Regions from separate parts of the Pan troglodytes genome. Here regions 2, 3 and 4 are each linked to region 1. The links are chromatin contacts, called in public HiChIP or PLAC-seq maps. All regions are on one chromosome and are shown on one strand. Each heading gives the region's core, a stretch centred on a gene start, on an enhancer-like site or on the middle of the called end of the contact. The rest is flanking DNA. Distances are from core to core; before and after follow the strand shown. Region 1 holds the start of JAK2 (Janus kinase 2). Region 2 holds the start of AK3 (adenylate kinase 3). Region 3 has its middle 16 kb from the start of AK3. Region 4 holds the start of RCL1 (RNA terminal phosphate cyclase like 1).

Region 1 (3,255 bases), core at 411-2,910:
ACACCTTCGCCTTTACTGCAGCGATAAAGGACAGCACACCCACCGTCGCGGGAGGAGGAGGAAGAGCCTCTTTTTCTGCAGAAGAGAAACAGTTCACATCTTGTTCCTGTTGCCTGCTTCTGAAACCTAAAAACAGAAGCAGCAGTTAACTACTACCACATAAATCCAGGGGAAACAAATGCTTTTTCTAGGCTGTTTAAGTGTCTAGAAAATTTTAAAAAGGAATAAGGAGGCGGGGGCGCGGGAATTATAAGACACAAATGGAAGCAAATATCACCAGCAAGACTCGTTCTAGGTGTCGTCTTAAAGAGGAAGATTTTTCTGGCTCAGAAGTTTGCTGCCACTAGCAGGGGGCAGGCGGGATCAAAAGGTAGGAAGGGGGTGGAGAGACAGCTGCTGCCCCCCACCCAGAAGCCAGGCAGAGATAACACCCACCGGCTACACAGATCGGGCGACCAGAGCGCGCCCTCGAGCCCGCAGGGGCGGCTCCTACCCGGCGGGCCAAGGTCTGCGAAGCCCCGAGGCGGGCACGGCTCTGAACGACCTCCAGGCTGGGCCCTCGGGGGCCCTCCAGTGTGGGCTCAGCTCCCACTCACATCCCTCGGCAGCGAGGACCAGGCCTCTCCCTGCGCCGCAGCAGCCCTCAGCCCCGACGCGCGCCGCAAGCCCGGGCCGAGGGGCCCGACCGGCCGAGAAGCCGAAGTGGCGACGCGAACACCCAAGCGAGCCGGGCGCCGGCCCAGCCTCTCAGCGCCGAGGGAGGCCGTTAGCGGCGTCCGCTGCTGCCCCCTTCTGCTCCTCTTCCTCTCTCCTTCCTGCAGCCCCACGCCACTCCCACTTCGGGCAGCCGGGAAGCCCGTCACAGTTGTCTCCACCCTCTCCGGGGCCACACCGTCTTCTCAACGCCGCGGGCGACACTGGCTTCGCCGCCCGGCTAGCTTCGAACTCAGCCTCCCGGTTGGCCCGCAGTCTCCCCGAATGGCAGGAGACTGGGCCGGATAGAGGCTGGGGGAGAGCCGGACGCGCGTCCTGCAGTGCGCGTGCGCCGCTCGGTGCTGGTCGCGGGACCTGCAGGCGCGGGCCACGCAGGGCAGCTGCCTCTCGGGAAGCCGGCGAGCGCGCGTGGAGATTCCTGGGACGGCCCCTGGGCGTGAGCGCGCAAGGAAGTTAAGGCGGCGGCGCCTCGCGAAACACTGGTGCCCGGCTGGAGCTAGGTGCCAGCGCTGGGCCCGGCCCTCACTAGATGGGCGGGTGTGGGTGTGGCCGCCGCCCTCCAGGGACGCGGCCGGGAGTGACTCAGCCTGGCTGGCTCCCCAGCGCGCAGCCTGCACAGGAGGAGGCCGGGCTGCCTCCGCGCGGAGACTCCCCTCCCGCACACTTCTCCGCTTTCTGCTTTTCCTTCCACTTCCCGGGTACAGCAGACCTGTCCTTCCCCAGCCCAGGCTGCTAGGCCGAGGGGAAGTGGCGCCGGGGGCCGGGGACGACGCGCTCACACACGCTGTTTCGTGGCAATGCGACCTCGAGAGCCTGACTCCGATCAGGCACCTTGGCTGGAAAGGGGTGAGGGTGGGATGAAGCGCCCAGCTGCCTGCGGGTTGGCAACAAGGCCTAGCGAATGTTTCTCCTGGAGGAGAAACAACTTGACCGGCGTGGCCTGGTGTAGCCCAGGAGAGGGTGGAGACGACGGCTGTGACGGGCTTCCCGGCTGCCAAAGGGCCTCATTCATTTATTCAAATATTTACTGAGTGTCTACTAGGTGCCGGGCTGTAGGTCCCCAGAGATACTAGGTGAACACGACCCCACACACTCCTTGCCCTACTGGATTGTATTCTGATGGAAGCGACAAAACAACAAACAACGCTTTAAATGCATAATGTGCGGGGTGTGTAATTGCCACTAAGAAAATGCATAATTTTCTGCTGCCATATACATAATAACAAAGAAAAGGAGTAGAAAGTGAGGAGGGGGTGTGCGATTTTACGGTGGCCAGGAACGATTTCCTAGAATAAGTGACATTTGAGCAGAGATCTGAAGGATGAGAATGAACCAGTCCCATGACTATCTGGGAAAAGAATTTCAGGCAGAGGGACTCCTGAAGGCAAAGACCTTGAGAAGGGAAAGTGTTTGGCAAGTTCAAGGATCAGGAAAGAGGTCACTGTGGCTGGAGGACACTGAAGGAGGGGGCAGTGGTAAGAGGTGAGGCCAAAGAAGTAGCCTGGCACCAGATCGTGTAGGGATTTTTTCAAGTATTAGCCCTCTTTCTGTCAACCTAAATCAAGTGACGCATTCATAGCTCCTGTTTCCCCATACACAACTGATGCTGCTCTTCAGGTCTGTCTTGTACTTAATGGTTTCTTTAAATAAACCTCACCAAAGCAACTCCTGCATTTCTTCTTACATAAGACCCATTGCAAAAGGTCTTTAAGCAAATGATAGCAGCATAGGAAATTACTTGAATTCACCCTGAATCTTTTAAAGTAAATAATGAACTAGAGCTGTATAAGAGGGAGGGATTTACAGGAAAATTGCATTCCTATGGCTACTGCTTCATAGGCAATACATGGGCAAAGTTAGTAAGAATTTCTAATTAGTAATTGTGACTCAATGGCTTAGAATATCAAGGCCGCAATTACAAACAGTGACTACCAAAAGAGTTCCTATTTTCCTGCAAACAAAAACTGCTACTGAGGTAAAAGCTAGAACACAGACCCACATAATGAAGAAGAGCTAAAGATGAGCTTAATGTCATGGTTAAATGAAAAGCATCACAACTGTGGAAATGGAAATGTGATTATTTTGTGAGGGGAAGAAAATGCTTGTTTTAGAACTCTGAAGCAGTATTACTTTCATTATAAGTGATGTTTCTATATTTTGCAGTGATATACTTATGTAACTAGGCATGGTATCTGTTACTGTCCACAGCCTGTTTGCAGGGAGAAGCCATTTGGACTTGGTGAATTGCAGGGAGAAGCCATTTGGAAGTGGTGAATATTGAGGATATTTTTGTGGGGGAGCAGGTTATTTTCTTAATATTAGAGATGTGGGTGTGGAAGACAAGGTGGACAAGGGGTATATTATTCATAAGCCTATAGAATTGAGAAATCTTCTGTCTCCCCACATAGAAAGATGAAGCAACTTTCCTCCTGTCATTCAGAAAGTGAAAGCCTCCCTCATCACTAATACATGATTTTAAGTCAATGCTAACCTGGAATGTTGAGCTTTTTTCACTCTGTATTAACAGAACTTTTGAGCTCT
Region 2 (3,255 bases), core at 345-2,844, 240 kb after region 1:
GGCCGGGCGCGGTGGCTCACATCTGTAATCCCAGCACTTTGGAAGGCCAAGGCGGGTGGATCACCTGAGGTCGGGAGTTTCAGACCAGTCTAACCAACAGGAAGAAACCCTGTCTGTACTAAAAATATAAAATTAGCCGGGTGCGGTAGCGTGTGCCTGTAATCCCAGCTACTCGGGAGGCTGAGGCAGGAGAATCACTTGAACCCGGGAGGCAGAGGTTGCCGTGAGCCGATTGCACTCCAGCCTGGGCAACAAGAGCAAAACTCTGTCTCAAAGAAAAAAAAATGTACAAGGTATGTATTTTCTCTTTCTTTTCCACACCAGAAAGTATAAAGGCTAATGCCTTTTCTAAGTACCAGGCTGTCTACCTATTGAAATCCCCCATCCATTCACTCAGCTAAGATTCACTGACTGTCTCACCCTGAAGTCATTTCTATCTTCTTTGGAATCAGTTCTGGACCTCTGAGGAGAATGGTAACTGTGTTTTATTTTCAGAGAGGCTTCTTTCTGCCTTAGCATAGTGTCCCAGGACAAAGCAATGATAATAAATGGACAACCATTATTGAACATTGACCCTGTAGCTGGCATTGCACTAAGTACTACATTATTTTAACTCCTCCATTCTACTCCTCTATGCCCATTTTACAGGCAAAATGATACTCACTCGAATGTTTTTGTCCTCTGTTTCCATTCTTGAAACATGCCAAACCTCCAGTTTTAGGGCCTTTCCCTAAAACTGGACATAGGAAGGGCCCATGTCTCTCTCTTCCGTATTCTAATTAAGCGCTCGGCACACATGCCATCTCTTCACAGCCTTTCCGACCGCCTGTCTACAACAGCCTGCCTCCACAGTTTCACACACTCCTTTACGTTATTTATAACAGAGTCTCACTCAATGAAAGCTGGATTTCCTCTCCTGTAAAATGAGGTAGGCCCTCTCGGCTCAAGGTCACTCCCTGTGATTCTACACAGAGAGGGAGTGGGAAGAGGGCGCTCGGCAGCAGAGGAGGAGGAGGGAAGGGCGAAGGCGGGAGTGGGTGCAGAAGCGGGGGGTCTGGCGGTCCAGGGGGGTAGAGGGGAGGGGCGGATTCGAGTGGGCGCCAGGTGGAGCGGGGACAAGGGTTGTCAGGGGAGCACGAAAGGGGTCGCGGTGTGTCCGGCAAGGACTGGGTAGGGCAGCGCCTGCTATGGACTAGGGGCGAGGGCTACGAAAGGGTTGTTGGAGGGATGGATGCGGGTGGATTCCGAAACCAAGCGGCTCCGAGGGGCGACTAGAGGTGGGGAGGGGGCGCGCGGGAGTTGCCAAGGTCGGACAGAGGGGAGCGCGGTCTATCCGGCTGGGAATGGGCCGGACAGGGCGCGGGGTTCCGGGGTCGCGGAGAGGCGCGGAGGTAGATCTGAGCTGAGTGGAGGGCGCGTGGGGGTGGGTGCAGAGGGGCGCCGAAGGGATCCGGGCCCAGCCGGCCGGTGGAGAGGGGCCGCGGAGAGGCGCAGGTGGGAGCTGGGCGGCCGAGCGAGCGCAGAGGGGGCGCGGCTTGCGCGGCTGGGCGGGAACAGGCGCTCGGTCGGGGGCGGGGGCTGCGCCGGGGTCGCCGAGAGGCGGACGCAACAGCGGGGTCCCGCGCAGTCTGGGCGGCCCCAGTGGCTGTCGGCTCACTTCCGGGAACGCCGGGGAACCGCAGTAGCCGCCTGCTAGTGGTGCTGCCAGCCGGCCGGCGCAGGCTGCCGAGCGGGTGAGCGCGCAGGCCAGGCCAAAGCCCTGGTGCCCGCGCCGTGCGGGCCTCAGTCTGCGGCCATGGGGGCGTCCGCGCGGCTGCTGCGAGCGGTGATCATGGGGGCCCCGGGCTCGGGCAAGGGCACCGTGTCGTCGCGCATCACTACACACTTCGAGCTGAAGCACCTCTCCAGCGGGGACCTGCTCCGGGGCAACATGCTGCGGGGCACAGGTGGGAGCTCTGGGCCCAGGGCCGGCCGTGCGCTGTCACCCGGGTCGGACTTTGCGGGCGAGGGGCCGAAGCTGGGCACGCGGGTCCCTGGCTGCGGGCGCGGCATTTCCCTCCCGCCGCCCGGGACAGAGACCTCGGGCTGCTGAGCGACTGCGCCCCCAAACCTCCGGCCTCCGTGGGCCGCTTCGGGCGGGTTATGGGGTGGCGGTGGGGGAAGGGACTGGAAAGTTAGGTCAAGCTCGAAGTTCAGAGATGAAAGGAAACCACGGGGCTTTGTTTCAGAGGCCCAAGTCTTCCCAGTGGCAGCCACTCTTGGGGGTCCGTCGAGCTGAGCTGCAGCTTATTCAACGTGCTGGTGCATTTGGAAGACTGTCATTAGCCCTGCTAGAGTTTGCTCGTTCTGTTTTCTTTTCTTTTCTTTTCTTCTTTCTTTCTTTCTTTCTTTCTTTCTTTCTTTCTTTCTTTCTTTCTTTCTTTCTTTCTTTTTCTCTTTTTTGGTGTGGTTAAGCTCTATGAGATCTTGTAGTTCTGACCTTTCCCCCATATTCCCAAGGCCAAGTAGTATTTACCCTTGTTGCAGTCATAAAATTATCTCATTTTGATATCCTTAGATTTCGTAGACACGAAGGCTATTCTTGTGCATGGTTATATAAAATATTTTGTTTCTCATGCCAAATAAATTCTTACAGCTCGGCACGAAAGGCAGTTAAGAATCTACACTATACAATGGGTGGATTTGTGGTGTGTAAATTCCCTCTTAAGAGGGTTGTTTTTGAAAAGCTAGTAGCAGGAGTTTTTTTCTCAAAAAATGTTGACCTTACTTTTCAAAATAGAACCCGTTTTGAAACTCATTTTGAAACCCATTTACATAGAAATAATGCTTACACAAGGCCTTTTACTTTTGTTTTCCTTTTTTTTTTTTTTTTTGTGAGGATAGCAAACAGGATAGACGTGCATAGCATAAAAAACAGCGCCCTCTTTCGTTCCCTACCTCAGTCCCATTCTTCGGAGGGGAACAGAGTTTCCTTCTAGAAAGCTTTACTTTTTAAGCGCAGATACGTGTACCTTTTTTCTTTTTTTCTTTTTGGTTTGTTTGTTTTTTGAGACGGAGTCTTGCTCTGTCTGCCTCCTGGGTTCAAGCAATTCTCCTGTCTCAGCCTCCCTAGGAGCTGGGACTACAGGCGCATGCCACCACGCCGGGCTAATTTTTTGTATTTTTAGTAGCGATGGGGTTTCACTGTGTTAGCCAGGCTGGTCTCCATCTCCTGACCTCGTAATCCACCCGACTCGGCCTTCCAAAGTGCTGGGA
Region 3 (3,255 bases), core at 417-2,916, 230 kb after region 1:
TCTATGCCCACTTCGGGACTCCATTAGTCACAGTGGGTCTTTCCTGCAGGAGACTCCAGCCAAGATATTTAGGCCAGATGATTTTTTTTTTTTTTTTTTGAGTTTCGCTCTTGTTGCCCAGGCTGGAGTGCAATGGCACGATCTCGGCTCACTACAACCTCCGTCTCCTGGGTTCAAGTGATTCTCCTTCCTCAGCATCCCGAGTAGCTGGGATTACAGCTGTCCACCACCACGCCCAGCTATTTTTTGTATTTTTTACAAAAAAAATACCTCGGCCTCCCAAAGTGCTGGGATTACAGGCGTGAGCCACCGCGCCCAGCCTAGCTTCTAACAGAGTTAATTACTTTTCTTTTTCTTTTCTTTTTTTCTTGGCAATTAACGCTTCTGTGGACCTAAAAGGAAGAAGCTGAGGTGAAATTAATATAGAGAGTTTATTGGGGTCAAGGTTGAGAACTGCAGCCTGGGACACACTTTCAAGTTGCCTTGGAGAGTGCTCCCAAGAACAAAAAGAGAGCCTCAAATTTTTAAAGAATATAAGACAAATCAGGAGAGGGGGCAATTACAAAATTGATCATTAGGATTTCTCATTGGTTTACAGAAATAACACTGATCAGTGATTGGCTAGACTTTGTTGAACTATAGGGTGTATGGCATTTCATGGCTAATTGGCATCAGTTAGTCTAGAGTCTGCATAGCAAGAGACTTCAAGAGATCATTATTCAGCTCGAGAAGGAGTGAGATGTGACTGCAGTTACATCCCAATGCCTCTCTGGGCCTGATAATGTAAAGGGGTTCATATTTCTCAGATAAAAAATTTATCTTTTATCAGTGGCTTGCGCCTGTAATCGCAACACTTTGGGAGGCCAAGGCAGGCAGATTGTTTGAGCTCAGGAGTTTGAGACCAGCCTGGGCAACATGTCAAGACCCCACCGCTACTAAATTAGAAATTAGCTGGGTGTGGTATCAGGCACCTGTGGTCCCAGGTACTGGAGAGACTGAGGTGAGAGGATCACTTGAGCCCAGGAGGTTGAGGCTGCAGTGAGCCATGTTTGCACTGACTGGGGTGACAGAGCAAGACTGTCTTCAAACAAACAAACAAACAAACAAAACCTTTTCTTTTCCCTCCACACTTGATAAGAATGGTTTTTCACCTGCTTATCCACAAATTCCATGCCATTCTCAGGAAAAGTGAATTACAAGCCTGAAGCAAAACTGCAAAGAGGGCAGGGTTTGTCTGGAGGCTCCTTCCCCCACTTTCTGTACAGGAGTTTTCTTTGAGAGCATCATGAGCCAAGAGCCAGATTATTCTGGATTCCTTTCCCATCCCATCCAAATCCCAACCTCCCTGTGCCCAAAGCATAGTGGCTCTGCTGTCAGCTGTGACTAATATGATTAATTAACTTTTAAAAAGTTATTGCTAGGAGACAATATCTTAATGTGCTAATGTATTTGTCTTTTAATAGCAGTCTTTAAAAACTGGAGCCAAAGATGGGGGATAGAGGTAAAGAGAAGGATAATTTCAATGTCATATTACACAATTTGCCTGAAGAGATTATTTGTAGACAAGGCCCTCCGTTTACATAATGATAAGGCATGCCAACAACAGGAGCCTCACTGACCCTCTGAGACAGGCATGATCTTCATTATGCTATTGAGACAAGCGTGGATCAGAAAGGTCAAGTGCTCGCCAGGGTCTGTAGAGCTAATTAGTGATGAAACCAGGATGAGGACTCAGCTACCTTAGGCTAATTTGCACTTCATTTCTTTGCCACCTTATTCTACTGTGAGAGAATATTTAATGAGGTGGAAGTTGCAAATACTGACTGAAAAGAGACACTGTTTTTTTTTTTTGTCTGCAGATTTACATTATCCTTTGCTTTGTTTTTTTTTTTAAATAACACTTGTCACTACATTGAAAAGAAGGTGGGAAGGAAGGAGAGAAGAAAAGATAAGCAGAGCAAAAAAAGAGAGGGAGCAACCAGTATATACCTAGCATTTTACATATGCGAAATAAAAATTATAAGAGGTCATTGTTTTAGACTAAGTTTCTGCACTAGGCCCCAGCAGACCAGACTAAAAAGAATTTCCACATCCATGTCACCAAACCCAAACTAAATTGTTATCTGACCTTCCTAGAAATCCGAAGAAAGAGATAGTAGCCAATTTGCCAAATAGGCCAATCTTCAATTGGCAGGATAATGAAGTGCCTTCTGCTTTAACTCCTACCTAAAAGAAGTAGCCTGCAGTAACCTGATGTTAGCTCATCAGTTATTTTTCTATTGTTCTGTCTCCACCTCACAGGAAAGCAGCTTTGCAATGCCTGATACACACCGTTCTTTGCCTCTGCTTTCTTCACCTTTCCCTGTCTGTAATTCAGCCCTTTCTCAGCTCCTAGGAACACTTATTCTGTTTTACAGAATGAAGTGTTGTCCAACTCTAGAATCACAAATAAAACCAGGTGAGCTCTTTAAATTTGCTGTAATTTTGTCCTTTGACACATATATAATCTTATTTAAATCTTGCAGCAACCCCATAGGGCAGGTATTATCCTTCCCCTGTTTCATAGAGGCAGGCTGGTGAAGCTAAAAGAGGTTAATGATTTTGCTCAAGGTCTCTCAGCCTGTGAAAGTCAAACTCAGCTGTGTGTAACTGCAGATCCTGTGATCCAGGAAACTCTTGAATTTCAAGGAGGGCGATTACCCTCATGGGAGTAAATGATTACCTTTGTAAACCAAAAATAAAATCCTGAGCTTCCCAGCTGACGGATTGGACTCTTTCTTGGCCAAGAGAAATCTGAAAAACTGAGTCCCTGGCCATGATGGGATGGGAGGTCAGGCGCGCCTCATTATACTCCCTCGCTTTTACAGTTTAGACACAACTAATGCGCAGCATTCATGTTAAAATAGAGATCATGAAACTTAACAAGAGGGACTCTTTGTGAAAATAAGATACCAAATTATAAACAGGACCTGAGGCTATGCCCGACAAGGGTTAAGTCACAAACCCCTGCAGGTCACTCTGACCCAGACTTTCTTATCTTGACTTAAATGTTCCTTTCTGTGGACTTCAAATTTTTAGACAAACCTTTACTCCTTTAACCAATTCCAATTTTTCTTTTTCTTTCTTTCTTTTTTTTTTTTTTGAGACAGGGGTCACTTCATTACCTAGGCTAGAGTGCAGTGATGTGATCACTGCAGCCTTGACCTCCTAGGCTCAAGTGATCCTCCCATTTCAGCCTCCTGAGTAGCTGGGACT
Region 4 (3,255 bases), core at 234-2,733, 190 kb after region 1:
CTCCGTCAATAGCATGGCATCTCTGCCCTTTATGTGCAACCAATTACCACCCAAGAGAGGCAGAGATCTAACTATCCAAAAAATGCATTCAGACAGATAAAACAAGAGCCAGTGCAAAATGAAACACATCAGCGCCGCCCAGGAAGCTTCCAGGACCAACCACAAACACTCTTTTTCAATTTACAGACAGGTTTTTTCCTTTTTCACCTGACTGCTGACTCGCCCAACTTGGGATAACCACCAGTCAGAAGCTTTTAAATGCATGTATCTCATTCCAGGGGGCCAGGTGTAAACCAAGGCCAGTTGAAAACCGGCGCCATTTAATGAGATGAGGGTTTAAATGGGCCTATTTCTTTTTAACCTACCATTGTGGAGCAAGAAGTGAGCTTGGAAGCCTGCAGTTTAGCGCTTGTCACCAACCCCTTTTCTAAAGACAAGGCAATTAGGCCCATGACTGTTAAAAATCTATCTCAAAGCTCTTGTCCTGCGCACATCAATCACAGTCACGGCTGAAAACAAACACAGAATTTTAAAAATTTCTTTATCCACACCCAAGGACAAGTGTGAGGGCAGCCGAGAAATCATGGCGACAGGAACAGCCGGTGTCCAAGGGGGCAGCTGCTTCTGAGACCTGCTTTGAGACAGGGCAGAGAACCAACCCAAGGTACTTTTCTCTCCCAATGTCTCTCCCCCGGCTCATTCACCATATTTCGGTCCAACAAACTGTTTTTCTCCTTTGGAGGTTTATGGCGAAGGCAAGAGGGGCAAAAGGGACGCGAAGGGGCGACGCCAGGGATTTGTTGCTACACGTAAAGCTGGAAAACGTGCAGCTGTTTACTACCAGCGCCCCGGAGACGCCGAGCGCAGCTTGCAGCTGAGCGCTCCCCTCGGGCCCCGACCCCGCCTCCCCCACCGTGCGTGCCCCTCCGGCTTTGGAGGCGACGCGCCACCTGCCCTCCCCGACGCGCTCGCCGGACGCCGAGCCCCCCAACCAACACCGCGCGGGCCCCCAGGGCATCAGCTCGGTCTCCCCTCAGCCCCCGCGCCCACGCCGCGCGCCGCCCACACCAAGTTACCTCGGAGGCCCGGGTTGTCGTCTCTGGCCCGAATCTTTCGGATTTTGACGGGGCGCCCGCTCAGAGTAGACAGGACCAGACGTTGGCGCAAGAAGTTGCACCCTGCGTAGCTGAGGGAGTGCGCCTGAGTCGCCATGTGCGCGCTCTCCGAAGAGACGTGAGCAGCCCGAGAGCGGCGACTTCGGACAGACGCGGGACTCGTGACTCCGATGGTGGTGGTGGCGGCGACACCGACGGCGGCGGCTCGGGCTGCCTCCAGCAGCCCAGACGCGTCCACGTGGTTTGGAACAGGAAGACGGAGAGACTAGACACCGGGTCAGAGGGGAGCGGGGCGGAGCCAGTGGCCACCTCCCCGCCTCCCTGCCCGACCGGGGCGGCCCCCGCTTCGGGCCACGCCGCTATTGGCCCGCGCCGGATCAGGGCGGGGCCCGCGCCGGATCAGGGCGGTGCCCGCGCCGCGCCTCCATTGGCTTGCGCTGCAGCTGGGCGGTGCCCAAACCGCGCTGCCATTGGTCCGTAGTGGAGCTGGGCGGTGCCCGGGCCCTGGCAACAGCGCGCGGCTGGAGGGAACGCGGGAGGGTGGCCAGGGAACCCCGGCGCGGGAGTTGCCAGTCGGGGCAGTCTCCTCTGTGTACCTCCTGGCGTGGTAGCAAGGGGAGATGGCGGACTGAGATTGATGCCTACGACGTGCCGGATTCTTAGCATTACTACTTACGGCAACTACTGGGGTGAAGATGCTATTATCTACCCCTCCTCTTTCTTACTAAGAGAGACAACAAGGGTTGGTGCACTCACCCTATCGCAGGGATGCTGCTCAGCGCACTGCCGGCGCAGTCCCGCAGCTCCATGCTGTAACCCTGCAAGGTAGAGCCATCCTGTCTTACTCATGGATAAAGGCTCGAGGAATATTGCAAAGCTGACAGTGGCAGCCTATACTGAGACCCGAATCCCCCCACAGCAGGCCGTTGCTTATTTTATTGAGACACCTCTTTGCCCCTTTCTCACGGGTCCCTTCGTTTATCGTCATTGCGTTTCATGGCAATTCAGGCCCTTCTACCTCGCATGCTTCAAGATAGATAGTTGTAATAACTTCACACACACACACACACACACACACACACACGCAATGCTTTTTCCCTCTTTCCCGTCCTCCTCCAATCCTGCACAAGAAAATCTTCCCAAACGTTGGATTATTTCACTTCTCTACTCAAAAACCTTCCAAAATGTACAGTTAACTAACAAATGACTACACGAGTAGAAGTCCGATATCATAGTAATGTGGGTTTGTAGCCATTCCTGGACAACACTCACCAAACCATGAGTTTCAGAATGCACGGGGGTTCGCGGGGGGAAGGGGGGCGGGGTATGATAGTGTCTGAAAGCGGTGGGAGTTTAAGATTAAGGGATGTAGCTATCCTTATGTAGACAACAGTGTGTTATAAAGTGGAGTGGAGTGGCATGCTCATGACTCACTGCAGCCTCAACTTCCCGAGTTCTAGTAATCCTCCAACCTCAGCCTCCCCATTAGCTGGAACTACAGGTGTGCACCACCATGCTCAGCTAATTTTTGTATTTTGTATAGAGATGGGTTTTTGCCATGTTACCCAGTCTGGTCTCAAACTCCTAAGCTCAAGCGATTGGCCCACCTTGGCCTCACAAGTGTGAGCCACCACTCCCAGCCTTTAATCCATTTTTCTTTGATTTTTGTAAATGGCAAGAGATAGAGATCTAGTTTCACTCTTTTGCATATGGATATCCAATTTTCTCAGCATCATTTATTGAAGAGACTGTCCTTTCCCCCGTGTATGTTCTTGGCAACTTTGTCAAAAATGAGTTTACCGTAGCTGTGTGGATTTATCTCTGGGTTCTCCGCTCTGTTCTACTGATCTATGTGTCTGTTTTTATGCCAGTACCATGCCATTTTGTTTACTCTAGCTCTGTAGTATAATTTGAAGTCAGGTAATGTGATTCCTCCAGTTTTGTTCTTTTTGCTTAGGACAGGTTTGGCTATTCTGGGTCTTTTGTGGTTCCATATAATTTTTTTAATTTTTAATTTTTGTAGGTAGATAGTACATGTATATATGAGGTACAGGAGAAGTTTTGATACAGGCATGCAATGTGTGATAATCACATCCTGAAGGATAGGATACTCATCCCCTCATGCATTTTATTCTTTGTG

The links. HiChIP or PLAC-seq counts read pairs in DNA pulled down with a chosen protein or histone mark.
Region 2: a contact with region 1 is called in an H3K4me3 HiChIP or PLAC-seq map of stem cell-derived excitatory neurons, with 4 times the contacts expected there. The contact joins the promoter of AK3 here to the promoter of JAK2 in region 1. A contact is called at or near these places in 1 of 7 Hi-C or Micro-C datasets (stem cell-derived neural progenitor cells) and 1 of 1 datasets of contacts at active chromatin or transcription factors (stem cell-derived excitatory neurons).
Region 3: an H3K4me3 HiChIP or PLAC-seq map of stem cell-derived excitatory neurons shows a contact between it and region 1, with 8 times the contacts expected there. The contact joins the enhancer-like site here to the promoter of JAK2 in region 1. A contact is called at or near these places in 4 of 7 Hi-C or Micro-C datasets (blood, induced pluripotent stem cells and stem cell-derived neural progenitor cells), 1 of 1 datasets of contacts at active chromatin or transcription factors (stem cell-derived excitatory neurons) and 1 of 1 other capture datasets (stem cell-derived neural stem cells).
Region 4: a contact with region 1 is called in an H3K4me3 HiChIP or PLAC-seq map of stem cell-derived excitatory neurons, with 7 times the contacts expected there. The contact joins the promoter of RCL1 here to the promoter of JAK2 in region 1. A contact is called at or near these places in 1 of 7 Hi-C or Micro-C datasets (stem cell-derived neural progenitor cells) and 1 of 1 datasets of contacts at active chromatin or transcription factors (stem cell-derived excitatory neurons).

Annotation. Positions count from the first base shown.
Region 1 is chr11:110,919,611-110,922,865 of NHGRI_mPanTro3-v2.0_pri, forward strand. JAK2 (Janus kinase 2) reads right to left here and starts at 1,661. Exons shown (of 25, transcript XM_016960555.4): 1 at 494-1,661; 2 at 44-126.
Region 2 is chr11:111,163,364-111,166,618 of NHGRI_mPanTro3-v2.0_pri, forward strand. AK3 (adenylate kinase 3) reads left to right here and starts at 1,595. Exons shown (of 6, transcript XM_054657906.2): 1 at 1,595-1,946. The coding sequence starts at 1,796.
Region 3 is chr11:111,147,050-111,150,304 of NHGRI_mPanTro3-v2.0_pri, forward strand. No RefSeq gene overlaps it. Among named protein-coding and RNA genes, the nearest start is that of AK3, 16 kb to the right of the region's middle. Within about 2 kb of position 1,667, at least 1 of the 24 cell types and tissues checked has an H3K27ac peak or open chromatin away from gene starts, as enhancers often do. A contact at or near this core is called in stem cell-derived excitatory neurons, where this site is marked.
Region 4 is chr11:111,112,128-111,115,382 of NHGRI_mPanTro3-v2.0_pri, forward strand. It overlaps RCL1 (RNA terminal phosphate cyclase like 1), which reads right to left and starts at 1,484. Exons shown (of 9, transcript XM_520471.9): 1 at 1,077-1,484. The coding sequence starts at 1,212.